Linked DNA regions of Danio rerio: region 2 is linked to region 1. The links are chromatin contacts, called in public HiChIP or PLAC-seq maps. All regions are on one chromosome and are shown on one strand. Each heading gives the region's core, a stretch centred on a gene start, on an enhancer-like site or on the middle of the called end of the contact. The rest is flanking DNA. Distances are from core to core; before and after follow the strand shown. Region 1 holds the start of bncr (bouncer). Region 2 holds the start of taldo1 (transaldolase 1).

Region 1 (2,738 bases), core at 232-2,731:
CCCAGTGTTTGTTGATTGTTGTTTTTGTTGTGCAGGTGATCCGGCTGATCCTCCACACAGGGGCGCTCTGCTCTCTCGCTGTTACCGTGATCTTCATCCTCATCATCAGGGCTGTGTGTCCTCCGCTCGCTCTCGCTCTGTTTGACTTCTGATTTGATTCTGTCACTCGTGTAGTCTTTTAATCTTGCATTGTGCTAATCCGCTAGCTGTATAATTGAGTCTGTGCATTTGCTCCTCTTGTGTTCATCCTCCATCTCCTCCTCGCTGCAGGGCCGTGTGCGCTTCTCCTAGCTCTGATCCCGCTAGTGGCCCGAGTGCAGTGTGGATGTTTGGGTTGGTACGTGTTTTATATTCTGTGATACCAAAATGAACCCTTGAGAAGCCATACTCTGCTCATCACCATGAGGGCTGTTCTGGACAAACCTTTCTACAGATGATCCTAATGCCGGCTGATTTAGCCCAGAGCCTGCCGCTGCATTCCCTGAGTGTGTGTGCGTGCGTGTGTGCGCGCGTGTGTGTGTGTGAGTATGTGTGTGTGAGCGTGTGTTCTCCAGTGTTGTAGACGGACCAATCCTCAGTGGCCTCGACCTTTGACCCTGTTTTTACCACTGTACTGAAGCCTTATATTTGTAGCCGCTCCTAACGTCTGGCTGGTCTTTTATATGGTGTATATTATAAATCTGCCTTGATGTAGGACTCGTCCTGTTTCAGATGGTGTCTAAAGCGCAGGCTGGACTCATATCCCAGCCTCTCTTTATTTTAACTCTGGCTAGTCACTTCTGTACAATTAAAGTGGCGTTACTCTCTTTATATTGTCCTTTATTTAAAGAAAGCTCCTGTAATCCTCAATAATGTACAGTGCAGTACTGATCAGCTGTTTTTATCACCGTATTATTTATTGCTTTCATTTCAATAAAATACTGAAACCTATTTTCCACTGCCAATAAAATAATTCTTTACGAACACACGACTGCTGTGCTCTCTCTGTGTGTGTGTGTGTGTGTGTGTGTGTGTGTGTGTGTGTATCAGTCATTTGATCACTGATCAACTCGGCTAACTAACACACTGAAGAATAATAAATACCATTAATACACAGGAAAACAGATGAAATATACAGAATTATATAGTTTGTAATAATTTTATCATTATTGTGACGCAATCACTGGTTTAAATGCAAGTTATTTTTCTATTTAAGATGTTGGGCTTTAATAGAACTGTTTAATAAACCTGTTTTGTTTAAATTGATCAAATATATTCCCCGCATGCACAGAGAAATGAGAGAAGATGCTGATTATGAAGAGGCGGTGTGCTCAGTTATGCTGGGGAATGTGTGTGAGAGTCATGTTGATGTGGTTTTGGTCAGCTCAGCCTGATGATTGAGCTGATTGTGTTAATGAAGGTAATCAGACAACAGGCCTCAGCTGAAGAGTGTGTGTGTGTGTGTGTGTGTTTATCTCGCAGCTGCTCATCCTCCTCATGTCAGTGTGTGTGTTCTGCTTCAGCATGGGCTGTGTGTTGCTGTTTCTGCTGCTGGTGTGTGTCCCGGTGGTCCTCCCTCAGGGTCTCCGCTGCCTCTTCTGCCCGGTAACGTCGCTGAACAGCTCGTGTGCGCCGGTAGTGACCGAGTGTCCGGTGCAGGAGCTCTGCTACACCGCGGACGGCCGCTTCGGGCGCTCCTCCGTGCTCTTCCGCAAGGGCTGCATGTTGAGGGCAGACTGCAGCCGCTCCAGACACCAGATGATCCGGGGAAACAACATCAGCTTCAGCTTCTCCTGCTGCGGGGGACACTACTGCAACTCCCAGCCGAGAGCGGAGCCCGGGGGCCGGCTACTGCTGCTGCTGCTGCCCGCTGCTGCGCTCACCGCCGCCGGGGCACTCTGACGGAGAAACACACACACACACACACACACACACACACCAGACAGACGAATAAACACACACCAGACCAAACCGAGACAAACAAACAAACAAACTGTCAGCAGAGTGAACATACTGACACAGCTGCTCCTTCTGGCCGTCATCAAGCGGTCAGAGACAGTGAGCTGGACACGGCACACACTGAGCTCTGCTCTGCGCACTTCTACATGTTGATTTCTGTTTTAAATGAACTCATTAAACTATCGGAGAATTTTAAGTTGGTCTTAAGTGAACTTCACTCATTTACAGACTCCAGCAGGGTCTCTGTCATTTACAGACCCGGGCAAGTGGCATGAAGCTGAGCTCTGCACACACACCCTGAACCCTAATTACAACACACCTGATCAAAGTGTGCGTGTGTGTGTGCGTGTGTGTGTGCGTGTGCATGTGCGCGTGCACGTGTGTGTGTTGGACAGGAACTCTACAGTGCTGCGGCTGCTCTTGTATGAGCTTTGGTCTTGTTTGTAATCCAGACATCTCCAGATTCTTAAACCAGTCTCCTCTCCACACACACCAGCATCAGCCAGCTGAGCTGAGCAGAGGCTTTACTGCAGATCAACAGAGCAGAGATCTCCAGAGCCTTCTCATGCTGTAGAGAGGTCAGTGTGAGCCTAATGAAGACCTTCATTATTCAGCCGCACATGTCTACTGAAGGATACTGTGCTCAGTGTGGAGTAAATTATAGTTTTCACCAGGACATTTAAAAAGAGCAGTGATGATTTTCTTTTAGAGCAGTGAGTATAATACTGATAACATCATATTTTAATCCCATCACCAGCTCACACCCAATGCTGATGAATGCAGTCTGCTGCTGCTGCTCT
Region 2 (2,700 bases), core at 122-2,621, 140 kb after region 1:
AGTACTGCAGAAGCAATACACACCAACACACACTCACATACAAACCATCTCACACACACACACACACACACACACACACACACACACAGACACACACACACACACACACACACACACACACACACACACACACACACAGTGTGCACTAGTGAGATAAACACTGAAGCATGAATAACAGCACAGCAAAACTCCAGACTCACACAGCAGCGCCACCTGCAGGACAGTCAGCAGATTCCACTCCACCACTGCTTGGTGCAGTCAGAGAGAGAGAGAGAGAGAGAGAGAGAGAGAGAGAGAGAGAGTGTGTGTGTGTGTGTGTGTGTGTGTGTGTGTGTGTGTGTGTGTGTGTGTGTAGGGCCAGAGGTCATAATAATATAATAACACTAATACTGAAATGGTTTCAGCATTATAGAATGACCAAAACAACATGTCAGATGCTCTGCAGTGTGCTCATGCTGCTGGTCTATCCCTTCACACACACTATCCTCATCACACCATCTCTCATAACAACATCACATCACCTTTTCTAATGCGTATACTGTTATGTGTTCAGTAAAAGTGTTTCCATCCTAATGTATGCGCATCTTTTCTTATCGGTTAAAAGTTTCTCCTCCTCAGTTATTTTACAGTTATTACATTTTTATGCACATTTTTAAAAGTCTCCAAAATGAACATTAAAATAGGTGTAAGGAAACGTAAGGCTGAGGCGAGAAACACCGCTTCATCTTTAAATGAGCAGGAGACTCTCAGCGTTTAGAGAAGAAACCTGCTCCTGACCAGGTTAAGTTCACAGAGTAAAATACCACGGTACCTGAGTCCGAGTTAAAGTCACCTCTCTTTCAGGAACAGGCTTGACTTACTCTGCTGTCTCCAGCCTGACAAACCTGCCATTCTGAAACTGCAAACACAGAGTTTCTCTCATTTCAGGGTTAACATACTCTGAGTTTTCACTTAACCTCCTTTCTGAAATGGGGCCGGCTCTGTTATTGTGTTGTTGTTGTTGTTGTGTTCTTCTGCACTACTTTAATCTGTTTTTGTGTTGTTTTTGTTGTTGTTGTTGTTGTTGTTGTGTTCTTCTGCACTACTTTAATCTGTTTTTGTGTTGTTTTTGTTGTTGTTGTTGTTGTTGTTGTGTTCTTCTGCACTACTTTAATCTGTTTGCTGAAGCTCGAGTGTAGCTCCACATCTGCGCAAGCGCGCTGTGTCCTCGCTGATGTTCAGTGTCCTCGGCTCATGAGGGTTGTGGCTCAATCTCACCATCATTGGTTGTGCGCGATGACGCCACGCAGTAACCCCGCCCCCCGCGCGTGTGTGTGCGCGCAGCTCTAGTTCAGACAGTCGCGTCTCTGTTTGCGCTGCTATAAAAGCGGATTTTCTCCGGTCATCATGTCTGTATCACCGGACAAACGGCGGAAGATGGAGTCCGCGCTCGAGCAGATCAAGAAGTTCACGGTGGTCGTCGCGGACACGGGAGACTTTAACGGTAAATCAGCTGTATAGTCATGAGGAGGCGGTGTGGTGAAGTTTATACGCGCCTCAGTTCACTAATGCCTCATTCAGAGGACGGGGAGTGATGATGAAGATGAAGATGATGATCCTCACCCTCCCTGTGTGCGCGCAGCTCGTCTCCTGCTCGTGCACAGCGGCGTAATTTCGTAATGATTGCTGAAGTTTACCCTCATGTGCTCTATAATTATTAGCGGAACTAGAGCCTGAAACGGAAGTGTGTAGAAACGCGGCGGTCTGTGGCGGTGAGCTAACACTAAGAGGAACACTTGTGATTCCGGTAACCGGTTTAATACAAACGGATTTCACCGGCTTTGACAAATGTAGCGTTACTCTTGCGTTCTCGCGCCAATACCCGGAAGCGAACGAGCACGCTCTTCTAATGAATATTAATATGCCTACTTGACATTCAAAATCTCCTTCTCTGATTGGCTGGGGGCAGCACTCACCGGTCACCCGACGAATGGCGGAATACAGTGCTTTATTAATATTAATAAGCCTTTATCAGGCGTGCGTGACTTAATGTAATGTTCGGCTGAAACTGTGCAGAGTTTAAAGTTCTCAACGTTTCCGCGATCAACAGTTTCCAGTGACACATTAAACTCTGATGTACAGGACGCAGGACTCGAGCTAAAGGTTTACAGATGTAATCTAAAGCTCTTTAGTAAGGCCGCACGAGGAGCTCCGGCTGCAGCGCGTGGAGGAGGCGCTCGGTGGAGGTTTCTTCATCAGCGGTGTTGCTTCAGTCCTCTTGTGAAACTCCGTGATTTCACTGTTTGCTTGGCTGAAGGAGCTGAACTCCTCTTTCTGTTTTCTGCATGGTCATGATGATGAACACACACACACACACACACACACACACACACACACACACACACACACACACTTGTTTCTGTTCTGCAGTGTTTTCCTGTAGTCAGTATAGAGAGATTAGAGGTGTTATTGTTGTGTGTTTGCTCTTCTCATGATCTGCTCCAGATAAAGCCTCTCTGACCTGATCAACTGGATTCTGCTTGACAGTTTTCCAGAGTAATGTGTTTTGGCTTCTGTATCTCTGCCTCTGTGCAGGAGTGGATGTCCTGTGTTTAACTGAGGCTCTTCCTGCACTGTTATATTTGATTTATCATCGTGGATAGAGGAGCTCTGTTAGGAAATGGCCAGGAACAGAGAGCGTCTGCTTTCCCTAATGACGAA

Evidence for each region. HiChIP or PLAC-seq counts read pairs in DNA pulled down with a chosen protein or histone mark.
Region 2: an H3K4me3 HiChIP or PLAC-seq map of gastrula embryo shows a contact between it and region 1, with 4 times the contacts expected there. The contact joins the promoter of taldo1 here to the promoter of bncr in region 1. A contact is called at or near these places in 2 of 4 datasets of contacts at active chromatin or transcription factors (embryo and gastrula embryo).

Annotation. Positions count from the first base shown.
Region 1 is chr18:54,034,916-54,037,653 of GRCz12tu, forward strand. bncr (bouncer) reads left to right here and starts at 1,482. Exons shown (of 1, transcript NM_001365726.1): 1 at 1,482-2,134. The coding sequence starts at 1,504. The coding sequence ends at 1,881. ppfia1 (PTPRF interacting protein alpha 1) reads left to right here. Exons shown (of 29, transcript NM_001111244.1): 29 at 36-930.
Region 2 is chr18:54,173,389-54,176,088 of GRCz12tu, forward strand. It overlaps taldo1 (transaldolase 1), which reads left to right and starts at 1,372. Exons shown (of 8, transcript NM_199687.1): 1 at 1,372-1,483. The coding sequence starts at 1,387.